Linked DNA regions of Mus musculus: all the other regions are linked to region 3. The links are chromatin contacts, called in public HiChIP or PLAC-seq and promoter capture Hi-C maps. All regions are on one chromosome and are shown on one strand. Each heading gives the region's core, a stretch centred on a gene start, on an enhancer-like site or on the middle of the called end of the contact. The rest is flanking DNA. Distances are from core to core; before and after follow the strand shown.

Evidence for each region. Promoter capture Hi-C pulls out the DNA fragments that hold promoters and counts their contacts. HiChIP or PLAC-seq counts read pairs in DNA pulled down with a chosen protein or histone mark. Capture Hi-C pulls out chosen DNA fragments and counts their contacts.
Region 1: a promoter capture Hi-C map of pre-B cells shows a contact between it and region 3, with 4 times the contacts expected there. The contact joins the promoter of Ggact here to the promoter of Rap2a in region 3. A contact is called at or near these places in 2 of 39 promoter capture datasets (liver and pre-B cells).
Region 2: a promoter capture Hi-C map of pre-B cells shows a contact between it and region 3, with 9 times the contacts expected there. The contact joins the promoter of Tmtc4 here to the promoter of Rap2a in region 3. A contact is called at or near these places in 3 of 39 promoter capture datasets (liver and pre-B cells), 1 of 115 datasets of contacts at active chromatin or transcription factors (thymic regulatory T cells) and 2 of 9 other capture datasets (adipose tissue and liver).
Region 4: a contact with region 3 is called in a promoter capture Hi-C map of liver. The contact joins the promoter of Tgds here to the promoter of Rap2a in region 3. A contact is called at or near these places in 3 of 39 promoter capture datasets (the C10 cell line, liver and pre-B cells), 6 of 484 Hi-C or Micro-C datasets (CD4 T cells, Th1 cells, embryonic stem cells and 3 more), 3 of 115 datasets of contacts at active chromatin or transcription factors (Th17 cells, embryonic stem cells and large pre-B cells) and 2 of 9 other capture datasets (adipose tissue and liver).
Region 5: a contact with region 3 is called in an H3K27ac HiChIP or PLAC-seq map of embryonic stem cells, with 5 times the contacts expected there. The contact joins the promoter of Sox21 here to the promoter of Rap2a in region 3. A contact is called at or near these places in 1 of 39 promoter capture datasets (pre-B cells) and 2 of 115 datasets of contacts at active chromatin or transcription factors (embryonic stem cells and large pre-B cells).

The regions. Positions count from the first base shown.
Region 1 is chr14:122,911,790-122,914,489 of GRCm38.p6, forward strand. It overlaps Ggact (gamma-glutamylamine cyclotransferase), which reads right to left and starts at 1,376. Exons shown (of 3, transcript NM_145466.2): 1 at 1,312-1,376. It overlaps 4930594M22Rik (RIKEN cDNA 4930594M22 gene), which reads left to right and starts at 1,241. Exons shown (of 2, transcript NR_155287.1): 1 at 1,241-1,503.
Region 2 is chr14:122,981,971-122,984,720 of GRCm38.p6, forward strand. Tmtc4 (transmembrane and tetratricopeptide repeat containing 4) reads right to left here and starts at 1,313. Exons shown (of 18, transcript NM_028651.3): 1 at 1,202-1,313.
Region 3 is chr14:120,477,208-120,479,907 of GRCm38.p6, forward strand. It overlaps Rap2a (RAS related protein 2a), which reads left to right and starts at 1,254. Exons shown (of 2, transcript NM_029519.3): 1 at 1,254-1,833. The coding sequence starts at 1,520.
Region 4 is chr14:118,131,397-118,134,096 of GRCm38.p6, forward strand. Tgds (TDP-glucose 4,6-dehydratase) reads right to left here and starts at 1,369. Exons shown (of 12, transcript NM_029578.3): 1 at 1,248-1,369. The coding sequence starts at 1,333.
Region 5 is chr14:118,235,643-118,238,342 of GRCm38.p6, forward strand. Sox21 (SRY (sex determining region Y)-box 21) reads right to left here and starts at 1,388. Exons shown (of 1, transcript NM_177753.3): 1 at 1-1,388. Gm4675 (predicted gene 4675) reads left to right here and starts at 590. Exons shown (of 3, transcript NR_131969.1): 1 at 590-1,302.

The DNA.
Region 1 (2,700 bases), core at 126-2,625, 2.4 Mb after region 3:
CTTCAAACATGACAGCACTAGTCTGTAGGGCAGAGGGTCCTCTCCCCTAACAAGACCCTGGCCAAGGCCAATAAAGAGTCATCCCATGACTCCTTTTCAAGCTTTGACAGACAGAACTGGAGCTCTCAAAAGTTCTTACTAGATAAAGAAGAAACTTTTATTTGTTTTGGTTTTGATATTTTTTTGATGTAAGATCTTGCATATCCCAGGATGGTCTGCTTTAGCGTTCTGAGTGCTGGAATCACAGACATAAGCCACCACACCTGGCTTGATCCTGTACTTAAAAAAAATTAACCTTTGCAGGGTTTTGGTTTTGGTTTTGGTTCTGTACCACACACTGCCATCCACTAATGACCACCACAGACAGACGTCAGTCCAGCTCACCACTTCACACAGAAGGGTGAATTCTACCACTGAGCCACATTCCTAATCCCAACTTGGTCTGCTTATTTTCCAGTGCTGGAGAGCCAATCTTGGGCCTTTTGCATGCTAAGGACATGGTTTGTAAGTTCACTAGTTTAAATAAAAGGTTCAGTACAAAAAAAAAAAAAATCCACCAATTAACTTTGCAAACTAGCTTTTAGAGAAAAATGCCCTCTATTGTTGAAGTCTGGCCTGCTTACTCAGGGACTTCTCAGAGAAGGTTCAGGAAAATGAGGCCAAACTGCAGAGTTCCTCACTTAGCAAGCACTTCAGTTACAGGAAACAGACCAGGAGAAAGACTTCAATTAGAAGAAATCTTTTAACATAAATAAATGAGCTTGGAGTTAAGCTAAGTTAAAATACACGCACACCTCAAATGGGTTTTAAGCGAGGCTGTAACGTTATAACTCGTTGATTAGAGTTAAACAGCAATAATAACCACGGATAGAATCAAAGGGATGGATCGCCAAAGTTCCAGGCGTTTTACTACTGGTTCCAAAGGAAATCCAGATGTGAAACGGACCAACAGAAGTTGGTTTAGGATTCTTTTTCAGGTTTTGGACTCTTCACACATAAGTGACTCCTAAAGTAAAATTAAAAAAACATTTCTTTTGAAAACCGCTAGCCACATTCCCTTAGGATCTTAAGCTACCTGTTGGAGCTGTCTGTCCCGCGAGAGCAAGCATCAGCTCCGCTCCGGTAGCAGTCACAGCACGGGCCGCCCGGGCAGCTTTCCGGGGTGGGGGTGGGGGGTCAAATGCGCGCTCCGCCCAGCGCGTTCCGCCAGGCAGACCCATACGCCGGGACGCTAGCGGACATTCGCTGGCTGGTGACAGAGTCCCTAAGCCGCCCCCAGGCTCCCAGTCCCAGCCCGCCTCGGCGCCTCACCTGCAGCGGTCGGGGGAATCACGAGGAGCGCGCCCGGACCACGGAGCGGAAATGCCCAGCTGGGCGGGTGTCGCAACCAAACCGCCCCGGGCGGCGCTCCTGCTGGTCTCTCGCCGCTCCGCCCGCCCCGGCAGCGCCACGGAGCGCACCTGGCAGCGCGCACGCCACTCCCCATGTGCCGGAACCGCGCAGGTAAGAACCCGAAGCCACATTCCTCCGAAATGCAAGCAAGCAAGCTCCCCACCACCACTCCCACCACCAGACACGGGCTCGACTGCTCCCACCAGGTTCAGCTCTACATCACACATGCTTTGACTCCACGTTAGACCCAAACACGCCTAAGATTCACTACTTCAGAGAGACTCACCCCTTCACATAGACACTGAGGTGATGCTAAACTCAGATCTGAGGAAGGCTCCACAGGACAATTAAGGCATCGCATCTGCTCGTACATATCCCTACGGGATACAGGTAACTGTAGCAATTCTGCCTACTTACCAACTCTTTTTAAAATAAAACTTGTTTAGGAGCTAATGGAAGAACTAGCTTTCCCCTACATCCTACCCTTAGGACATAAGATGTATGAGAACCAAAAGCTGAGGGCAATTTTTTCTCTAGAGATCTTTATCATGGAAGGATGTTCCTATGGCAGAATGCAGGCAGGCGTGATGCTGGAGAGTTCTATATGTCCCTATCGGGATGTGAAAGCAACGTCACAGAGATGGTGAGACTAGAGACCCATTGTCTCCTCATCGAGACCCAAATTAACTATATGACTACTGCTTTTCCTTTCATCATTTCCCATCCCTTTGACTTTGTGTATGTGGAGTACTTGAAATCGTGTTATATTCTTGGTTTTCACGTAGCATCAAATGATGCTGAAGTGGTTGTATTTTAAATAGATGTCCAAGTCTACAAGAACCCTGAACAATCATCACATTTATAAACCACCAATTTTATAGAAAGAGGACCATGAGAAGGAAAATGGGGTCTTAAAGGAGGGCCTGGGAAGGGGAGAAACAGGGAGTAATAGGATTACACATGACATCAAAGATGGGCAGGGATGAGGGAAGGAGGCATGGAGAGAAGAACAAAGCAGTACTACGAAAGTCTCAGAGCCACTCATAATGCGGCAAGCTAATTTACAAAACTAAATCGTTGAAGAAGAAGGTTAAGGGTCTAAGTATGCTTGAAGTTACTCCTTTACCACAATCTCATTTTACAGTGGAGAAATCAATAAAACCAGTAGTGGTCCCATTGTATTTACTGGAAGCAACTGGGGCACAAAGTAAATAAGCAACTAATCCCAGGTTCCAGGTAAATATGGTAAAATCAGATTCATCTGTCTTTGATAGTCACTGAACCTTTAAAAATGACTTATGATATCTT
Region 2 (2,750 bases), core at 63-2,562, 2.5 Mb after region 3:
ATTAAGGGCAATGCATCCAGGGCCAGTTGCCCTTCAGGATGGAGGGCAACCTTGCCTCTAGAAATCAGATTAAATAATGTGATAGTTTCTGACCACCCGTATCTGGCACGATGCAGAGAGAGCTAGCACACATTGTGCTAGAGGCAAAGGAGCCAGCCATCCTCTGTAGTGATGGGCCAAAAGCAGAGTAAGGTGAATCCTGTTGTGACCCATCTTCCTAATTCAAGAAGTGGCTGCCCATCTGAGGTTTCACATTCAGAATTTCTGCCTCAGAAAGTTTCCACTTTGCTAGCATGTAACCATTTTCCCACCCAGGTGGGCGAGCATACCTCACTTTGCCCCAGTTCCACCTATAGTGCACAGCTTTCGGGGGATGCAGGTACAAGGGGCAAAAATGGTTCCAGTCAATCCTTACTATAATTCTCCCCATCCATCTGTTCACGGGGAGAGAGCAAAGTGTGGATGATTCAGTGGAGATATCTGTCCTCTAACTCCTCCTTTCTTTTGTGTGTAGTTATAAAAAGAAAGAAAACACAAACAGCCCACAGTCACAACATCAACAACCCAGACTCCCCGTGGAGTTCGCAGGAGGTGAGGCGGTTGCTACACCACCTGCTTGGCTCCCCCAACTCCTGGCAGCCGTTCCAGGCTCCCAGGCCAGTGGTACCAGCTTTGCTCCACAGTTGAGCGTAGAGTAACTGGCACTCCTGGCTCTGCTGGGTGGCTCTCCGTGTAACCCTGGGCGGGCGGCCAAGCTACCCGGCTGTGTCCAGCCGTCGCCCGTGCCTTGGCCAGCTGGCGACCAGGCGCGGGGACCCCGCGGCCAGGTGGCCGCTGCACCCGGTGGACTCCCGGGTTACAAAGCTGTTGCACGGCTGGGTCAGACAGTAGCAGGCAAGGGTCTGGCTCGGCGACCTCGGCCGTAGCAGGGCAGTGCCGGAGCTTGAGCTCGGGGCGCGCACCCTTACCGCGCGCTCTTTGTCCGGGGTGCGGCTTCTACCCAGGCGCAGACCGCCCGGGGCGGCGTCCGCGGGAGGCAGCTCGAGTGTCGGAGCTAACTCTAGTAGAGGTGCAGAGCTCGGGCGCCGCCCCCGGGCCCCAGCGCAGGGCTGGCGGCTCAGCTGAGAGCCCGGGAGCCCGCGCCCAACTCCGAGCGCCCTGCAGCTGCGCTCGGCCCTCAGCGGGCCGCCCCGCGCTTTACCTGCAAGGAGCACGAGCCGCGATCTCATCTCCCCTCCCGCGTGCTTAAACTCCGGCGGCTCCCCAGCCCGCCGCCGCCAGGGGAGGGGCTGCCCTCCCACTCCCACCCCGCCGCGTCCCGCCCCCCGCCGCGCCGCTTCCCACTCGCGGCTGCCCGCTCCCGTCTAGTCCCGCCTCCCGCCGCGGGACCATCGGTTGCCCTTTCCATCACTCACGCTCTCCTCTTCCGCTTATTGGTCCGTGTCGGAGTGACGTCGGAACAGAGCGCTCGCCACGAAGGAGGCGCAGGGGCAGACAGGCTTTGCTGGGAAGAGAAAGCGCAGCTGGGACGCGAAGCAGCAGCGGCGGTTCCCGGGCCTGGCCGCTGTTCCCTGCGGATCCGTGCGTTCTAAGCCTATTCCTGGCTTGTCTCGCACGTTCCGCCGAGGGCTGTGGAATCCCTGCAGAAAATCTCAACTCCACGCTTCTTTCTGTCTGAAGTTGTTGAAGAAATGTCCCCACTTTCTCCCTTTGAAACGGGAAGTGACTTCCTCCTCCTAAGGCCGTGCAACCTCAGGACTGCGCCTCCTTTGGAGCAGTGCCATACAGTCACGACCACTAGGTGCTACACCTCCCTCCTGATGGGAAGGTCACCCACTCAGTTTCCACTCCTAGTACTTATTTGTGCTGCCACCTTCAAGAGAAAAAACCTTTGTACTTTCCACTACCAGACTTACAGACCTCAAACCTCAATGACCTCCGACCCTCCTCAAAGCATCAGTCTCTGATCTGTCTCCCTCTTTGGAGTGGAGTCCGCATCCTCAGCACCAAGTGACTTCCAAGCTTTCCTCTGCTCTATGTGTCACCCTGCCTTTCGCTGCCCTTCATCGCTGAAGCAGAGTGCTTCTCCCCTCCCCCACCCCCACCTCCACCCCCAACCACAGCTGTTTCCAACTTCATTCATTTGGCTTTCATTCAGGGAAACTGCATTTGCCAGTCACCTCTGCTGTCTTCTGCCCTTACTAAGGCCAGAGGACATTTTGCTTCCCAATGCTACCTCATCTCACAATTTCCTCCTCCTTAAAATGCCCTCTTCTTTATGCCTATTGCCTTTTCTCTCTCCTGTCCCCCTCCCCCACCCCACCCCCAAGTCTATTTGACTGGCTTGCCTGCCCTGAATGATCGCTAAGAGTTTTAAAAGCCTCATCCTTTTCTCCTACTCCACAAATTTCCCTGTATGATTTAATCTGCTGCCAACACTCCAATCAATACATTTCAGATTTACACTTCTTTTCCTTGCTTTCTCGGAGTTCAAACCTATTTATCTAGTTCCCCACTTAGCTTCTCCCCTTGTATATGCCACCACATCTCAAATAGTAAGACATCCGTCATGCTTTCTCTGCCTTCCTTCTGGTGGTCTGTGACAGCCAGAGTATCACAAACCAAAGTCGGCTTTAGTCCTGGCATCTAATGAATGGTCAAGGTCCTGATTTATAAGTGCCTCTACCTTTATATGCCTCCTCCACCAACTGACTGATTGTTAGGAATATAAGTTTAAAGAAATTGTGTAA
Region 3 (2,700 bases), core at 4-2,503:
GCTGCCAGATGGATGTCTCCTGAGGGACCGGAAAATTTCTCACCCTGAAGACAAAAGTCCCAGTTTTCTCGATTCAGCCCACGATCCAGCCCGCATCCTCTGCCACCACTTCCATGCCCATCTCCAGGCAGAATGCCACGGAGGCGACGTTAGAACAGAACTCATCCCTCTTGTCTGCCAACGCAACCCGCTCCGGTGCCAGAACACCAGGGGGTCGGGCGCTCGAACCCTGCCCCTCCCAGTTCCCCAGCAGCCCTGCACTGTCTCCACAGTGCAGGTTTGATTGGCTCCGCCCAGCCCTCTGTCACTCCTCAGTTGGCCTACGATTGGGTACCAGGCCGTGCGCAAGCGCAAACTCTCAGCCCCTCCAGGCCCCGGAGGGGAGTTGGCTCAGTCTATCACTGGGTCTTACACCAATTGGTTAGCAAGATGAGACGCCTTTTCATTGGTCAAGAGTGGTAGTCTAGAGTCCGGACTCACAATCTGATTGGCTACAGTGAATCCGAGCTTCCGCGCAGACACCCCCGCAGGCTGTTGCTGAGATGTTCTGGGGTCTCCCGACAGTGGGGGGCGGATCCGAGCTCCAGGTTTTCCAGGCGCCCAAGGCTGTCTACCAGCCCGGGGGGAGGAGCTCGGCTTACGTCAAACTCGACAAGGGCGGGGCTAGAGGGCGGGCCGGTGACGTCATCGGGCGCGGACCGGGTTTGCGTGTAGCCTGGGCGCCACGGACTAGCCGAGCTTCGATTTGCTTGTGTAACTCATGGCGGCGGCCCTTAAGGCTCACGTCGTTACGTATAACGGGATCAAGCCAAAGCTCTCCGAAGGCTGACAGGCTGAGTCATGTATGTCAGCCATAGGCCGGCCCGTCCTGAGGTCCCCAAGCACGGTGCGCACGGCTTCCTAAGCCCACGGTCCCTCCACCGTCACCTCCCGCAAACCCCCGAGCGTGGGCGTCTGACGTTGCCTGCCTTCGGGCGGAGGAGAGCGCGCAGACGCAGTACGGAGGCCGGTCAGGCTGGGTGTTGCCGGGTGTCGCGGAAGCCGGTCTTCTCTGGAGCGCGCGGACGGTCGCTAGGCGACGGCGCGAGGGGCGGGCTTTCTTATAGACCCCTCCCACCCGGCTGGCTCCGCCCCGGGCAGCGCTGCGGCTGGGCTCGGGCGCGCGCTCCAGCGCTGGGGAAGCGGCGGCGGCGGCGGCAGCAGCGGCGGCGGGAGCTGGGCGTGGAGGCGCGAGGGGCGGGGCGGGCGGCATTGCGGGCCCGCGGTTCGGGCGGCTCCGGCTCGAGGTCGAGCTCTGTTGCTGCTCTCGCCCTCGGGGCTGCATCGTCCTCCCGCTTGGCCCGCTCACAGGGCCGCGCACGACTCGTTCAGCTGCAGCCCCGCTGCCGGCGCCCGGGGCGCTGCCGCGGCCGTGAGCCGACGAGTCCGTAAGGGCGGCGGGGCCGCGGGGTCGGGGCGCGGCGCGCGGGCGCAGGTCTATGTCGCGGGCGGCGGCGGCGGCGGCGGCCGCGCAGGGACGATGCGCGAGTACAAAGTGGTGGTGCTGGGCTCGGGCGGGGTAGGCAAATCCGCCCTGACCGTGCAGTTCGTGACCGGCACCTTCATTGAGAAATACGACCCCACCATCGAGGACTTCTACCGCAAGGAGATCGAGGTGGACTCCTCGCCTTCGGTGCTGGAGATCCTGGACACCGCGGGCACCGAGCAGTTCGCGTCCATGCGGGACCTGTACATCAAGAACGGCCAGGGCTTCATCCTGGTCTACAGCTTGGTCAACCAGCAGAGCTTCCAAGACATCAAGCCCATGCGGGACCAGATCATCCGCGTGAAGCGGTGAGCAGAGCGGGGCACACGGGGCTCGGTGGCTGCGGCGATCCCGGTCCTTGGCTTGCCCGGGCTACACCACCTCCTCCAGGGGCTCAGATTTGTGGGCTTTGTTTCACAAGTGAAATTGGGCATCCTGTTAACCCTCAGCCCAGCCCTTTGTCTCTAGGACGTTGGTAGCGCTTCTTCGGGACCCTAGAAAGAACAAAGTTTCAAACTTGCAAGGAAAGAAGGGATGAGTAGGTGGGCGCTAGGGAAAGGGGAGCTGTCTTAGTGTAGGCACGCCTGTGAAGAGTGAGCGCGCGCTTAAATGCACCCGTAAGAGGTTTGACAGCCGAAATTTGTACATACATATCTTGTGACAGTGTCAATACTAAGTTAGGGGGGACCTTTCTCGTTGCGGAAAAGATTAAATGTTGCCAGGAGGTTGGCAGAAATGGATTAGTGCAAAACTTTAAAGACACATTGGCAAATAATTTGAAGACCACACAACATTCAGTTGGCTTGGCATATAGAAGCACACTTGTGACATTTACGCGGAGAGCGTGCAGATTCAGTTCTCTTTCTCTCTTAAAAGCTAGCCTCCTCATCCCCCCCCCGCACCCCCCCCCCGAAAAAAAAAAGAACAGGGAAGGAGGCTATTCTTGGAAAACAAACAGAAGTTTAGTCTGAGTTCTGGCTTGTGTATCAGCTAATTTAAAGTTAATGCAAAAAAAAAAAAAAAAAGAAGAAGAAGAAGAAGAAGAAGAAGAAGCAAACAAGCTTTTTCCTGATATAAAGTGTTCAAAGGATGTATTTTTGCATGTGGCTGGTGACCTGAATGCTTTTAGTGTTTGTTCTCTCTTAAGTTGATGCTATGCATTTTCCCCTTAACCT
Region 4 (2,700 bases), core at 119-2,618, 2.3 Mb before region 3:
TAAGTGAATCTCAGCTTCCTGCTACCTACTCTCAGCAAAGTGTCTGTGGATTTAAAAGGCCCACTGCATGTTCTTGGGCAGTAACCAAGACTCTCTGACCCCTCCCCATGCAGGAGACACTACAAGGACAGAACTTCCTGTGGATCGCTCACGCATCCATCCACTCAACTCTTACAGAAGACCTTCACGATATGGCCCTGACCTTTCTTTCTGTGGGAGCTTAATGAACATCAGTCTACTCTCACACAGTTTATACTCTAGAAGAAGGGCAAGGCCATAAACAAGTAAACACAAGTACTCAATGTAATTTCAGGTAGTGCTGAGTGGATGGGTGGCCTAAGGTGTTCCCATAAGCACTCTGAAGGTGATATGCGGGTAAATTAACAGCCTATGCAACTGCCTCAAGTCGGGAAGCAGCACTAACCTCCTGTGCTCCGAGAAGCCTGAGAGGGTTGTGGGCGAGTACAGAAAAGCAAGAGACTAGGTTGGGAAGCAGGGCTCGAGCACCCGAGTCTTCTAGATCGGATAAAGACCCTGGACTTTCATTACAAGTCTCACAGAAACCATGACTGTAAAACTCTATGCAGCTGCATCTATCTCACTTAGGAACACACTCTACAAAGTGTAAAGAAAACGCGCGAGATCAACAGGAGAGGGATAGTAGCAGTGTTCTAAGGAAAAGGAGGCAGGGAACAGAAGTCAAATTAAGAATAAGCTTTGACACAAATAGAAAGGACAGTTTCACGGTAGGTGGGTGTGAGCCTCAAACAGGTTGGGAATAACAAAGGATTTGTAAACAGTTTCTAAAAAAGAGAAGACAAGACAAAGAGTCCCATTACGATCGATCCTCACATCGTGTAGAGGCGAGCTTTTGGAAAGGCCTTCATCTGCTGGCCGGAGCTTTGTCAGAGAGCGGGAAGAAAAGGGAATGAAACTGATGTGTGCTTCTCAGAAAAGTGACAGGTGGTAAACACCCCCGGGCAGGTAGGGGGTGGGACAGCAGCAAGGCACTCCTGAGTTCCCCTTTTTGTGGGGAAGGTGTTAAAGAAGTCGCATTTTCGAAGCAACCTCGTCTTGGCTGGCCAGAAAGTGAGGGAAACCGGATGGACATCCGGGCTGTGCATTGGGACCCTCCCCATAACGGATCTGCAAAGTCGTGGACCCGAAGTGCAAAAGACAAGGAGAACCGCAGGGCAAGGTTAGGATTTGTGGGGAGAAACTTCTCAGCCACCAGCACCGTTACCTACATGAAACCAGCACCCCCGGTCACCAGGACCCGCTTCGCGAAGCTGCCGGGAGGACCAGAACGCTCCTCCCGGCTCGCAGCGGACATCTTCAGCTCTGCAGAGCCAGCGCCGTAAAGCGCGGCGTCTGAAGAACCGAGGGAAGCAGCTTCACGACGCTTTACGACATGCCCCGCCCCCGACACGTTCAAAGGAAGTCGCAGAGGCTTCCGGGTTCTCCCAGACCCCAAAAGAGGGGCGGAGCCGGCAGTGGCACTGCGCAGGCGCGCACTCTCTAGCCCATAGTCACCAGCTAGGAGAAATTAGGGTCATTGGTACTAGGGTCTGGAATATTTTCTAAGCAAGTGTCACCAGCATGGATTACTACTATAGGTGCTTAGAAATTCGGAGTTATGAATCGATGCCTTCATTTTTGAACTTCAGCTATGCTCATAGACTAACACCCAGCTGAGCAGAATCCTCTAGAATGTATGCAGTATGGAAATGGAAAGTTGCATTGCAAAATTATGTTTCACTGTTGTAAATACTGTCACAAAAGGCGAAGGCCGCTTGCAATCATGATAAGTAAGTTTTGCAGAGTTCCCTGGAAGGTTTTACTCTCTTCTCTTGTCTGCTCACTGTGCCCCAATCCTGGTCCTTCTTGCTCTTATTTATATTACCAGGTGTTCTTCCCTGGTCTACCTGCCCTTTCCTCGGATGTCTGACTAGTGTTTACCTCCTTCAGTTCTCAGTTTGAGTGCCATCTTCCTATTAGAGTCATTCCTTGACTCTAACCATGCAGAACCATTTTTTTTTTTTTGTTTTCTTCTTATCATTCATCAACAAATTGGCCACTGATGTAATTTCTCACTGTCTCTGCTCCATGGAGGTAAGGCCATTCATTTCTCTGGGACCAGATCTATCACACACTCATCAACAAGTGGGCTTATCATATGATTGCTCACTGCTGTTTATATTATAGTCTGCTGCTTTCTATGAATTCGGAGGCTCTACCAAGTGGGAGTGATTAGAAGTCATATTAATTTTTTATGTACCGAGGCATCAAAAAAAAAAAAAAAAAGCCTGTCTTCAGTGAAAGAGAATAACATTACTGATCAAGAAGAAAGACATGAAGCCAGCAGGTGATAGCACACACCTCTAGTGCCAGCACCTGGGAGGCAGAAGCAGATGGATCTCTGAGTTCAAGGACAGCCTGGTCTACAGAGTGAGTTTCGGGACAGCCAGGTTACACAGAGAAACCCTGTCTCAAGCACACACACACACACACACACACACACACACACACACACACACGAGACAAAGGGAAAGTGCCTACAGTAATCAAAGCCCATGCTCTGCTTTTCCTTTAGAATCAACCTCACCCACGTTCTTGGTTTACCATTTACACAATTAAAGCTTTCAACAACTTAAACTTAGTAGGGTTTTATTTTATCAAACAATGAAAAACCTGGCAATG
Region 5 (2,700 bases), core at 138-2,637, 2.2 Mb before region 3:
CCGTGCCGCGGCTGCAGCCCGCCGCCGCCGCCACCGGGGCCCTCGGCCTCCGCCCGGAGGAAATCAATGTTGGCTGCCAGAGGGAACCGGCTCAGCGGGCGGCCGTGCGTCCCCGCGTCGTTCCCGCGCGGGAAGAGAGGACCAGACGACCAGCCCTGGGTCGGGGCGCTGCGTCCCGGACCGCTTTGGTCTGTCTGGTCGAGCTCTAAGAAAAAATCCTCTCCGGGACCCTGAAACTTCTCCTCGGTGTCCCCACTCCGCGGTGTCACTCTGCCCTCTGCTTTTTTGTCCTCTGTCCCGTTGCTTTGGCTCGCCAACTCCCTGCAGGTGGCCGCTGCCTGGTTCTGCTCTCCCCTCTCCTCTGTCTTCAGCGCCTTAAAAGCCAAGCAGCCCCGAAAGTTGAGCGGCGGAGGATCCACCAAGTTGAGCCGAGAAGCCCGCCGCCGCGTGCTGCCAAGTGCCAAAGGGGGCTCTCGGCGGCTGGAGTGTTTGGGTTCTCCCCGGTGACTTTCTCATTTGACAGAAGCAGATGGGAGTGGGGGAGGGGTGGCCGCGAAGAGGAAGAGGAGGGGTAGGGTCGGGGCGCGCAGAGCAGGGCGGCGGACAGAAACACAAACACTGCAGCGGCCCGTCTTCTGTGTCGGGGTCAGGGCGCGCTGATGGAACCCCCAATCCTGTAGTTCTGCTGAGGGCTGACGCTGTCCCCGGGCACCTGCCTGGAGAATCTTGCTGCCGGGCTTTGGCACAGGAGAGGAGAGGAAGGAGGCGGGCTGAGGTTTTGAGTTAGCCTGAGTCGCCGGGCCTCAGTGGAGACTGTCCGGGTTCTCCGACTCGCTGCTGCAGGCTGTCCCCGGGGCCATGCTTGCTCCGCTGGCTCCCAGCTTCCCCGGGCGCACTGAAGGTCTCGGGCTCCCGGAGCACTCCAGAAGCGGAGGGCTGCTCGGTGCGGCGCGGCCGGCCAGGCCCGGGCGCCTTCTCCCAGCTCCGGTCGCAGCAGCCAGACACTTGCAACTAACTTCTCCCAAGTTTCCGGCCCGGGCTCAGCCGCGCCCCTCTCGGTGAGCGCGCCTCCGAGCGTGCGCCCGCGTGGGTGCCGCGCCCGCGAGCCCCTGGGTCCCGGCTACTCCGGGCGCCGCAGGCTGGAAGGATGCAGGGATCCAGGTCCTGGAGGAGGACGGGGATTAAAGAAAACGTGCTATATCACCTCAGATCGCAGGTCTGCTCTGGGGCTGCTCCTGCTTTCCCAGCTCCGGGCCCAGGCTTTCGCTCCGCCGCTTCCGAGGCGACTGCAGCCCGGCTCAGGTGAGTGTCGCCACCTGCGAGTGTTGGCGCCGGCAGCGGGCGCTGGGTGTGCATGTCCAGCCGCGGCCGTGTGTGAGTGTGTGTGTATATCCTGGGAGTGCGGAGGAGGAGCCGGGGAGTCCAGGAGGGAGGAGGGACCAGCGGAGCCTCCTCCCGTCCCCCCTCCCAACACTCCTCCTCCTACTCTTTTTTCACTTTGAGTGCAGGTTTAGGCGAGTGGAGTGTCCGCCGCGCGCCGCGGAGTCTGCGCACTGTTTGGAGCTTGGTGTCGCCGGCGGCTCCCCTGTTCTGCCCAGCGCTGCTGGTGCTCTGCTGGCTGCTCTTCCGGGAGGATGAAAGCGGTACACCAGAGGAAAAGAGCTTCAGAAACTGGCGAGGAAGAGGGTTGAGCCTGGGGGTGGGAGTGGGGGAAGAGTCTTTGAAAGTGTTTGAGACTGTTCCGAATGGCAAGAAAGTACTCATTTTCCTTGGAGGGCCAGGTGTGACTCGCAACAGACGCCTCCGGCAGTTTCTTGCCTCATGGTTGCACTCAGAGGTAGTGGAGTGGAAAGTAGCCCAGGATGGACAGAACATTTTTGGCAAGCCTTTGGAAAAGGAATGAGCCTAGGTTGAGCCCGCATCCCCTTCTGAATACACAGCTTTTTTAAACAGTTGTCTTCTGTCTTGTTTTGCCTTCTTTTAATTCTGGTCGTCAGAGCTATCTCTGTGTTGTTTCTTTAACGTTTGCAGTCTCTCAACGATAGGGCAAAGCTGCTTCAAATCAAAAGCATAAATCATTTCTCTAAATAAAAATTTTAAAAATGTTCTACTCTGACAGTTTTTATGCTGTTGAGCCAGTTTTCTTGCTTGGTAGTTAGAGCTATTATAATTGACGCTATACACAATCAAAAATCAAATAGCACCCCCGAATATTCCTGGGGAACCCCCCTCCTCAGGGACTTTGTGTTTCAGGCAGATTACTTGTCTTCCTTTGGCTGTTTGCAAGTAACACATTCGTATACACGGTTAGCTTTTTTTAAAATGTCTTTTTGCAATTTATGTCCAGTTTGTACACACACGGGACCTTTGAACCATTGATTTGTAATCAGGGCATTAACATGAATTGGTTTGCACTCCTATTTATTTAAGAATTGGGCTTGTTTTGTTGCTCATTTAAATTGAAGAAGGCGATGGCTTTTGAAATGTTTGTTGTGATAACAGACATGCCAGTCAGCAGTGGCATGTTAAGTGGGTTTCTGTTTTCCTTAGCTGTCATGTTTGTAAATGCTTATTTTGTATTGTTTTTGCTCTCCTGTTGCTAAAACAATTGAACTGATTCCTCTAGAATCATAATTCTTTACCTCACTTTTGTAGACACTGTCATTCAGACTCTGGGTGGTGCGATGCTAAGACTCTGGC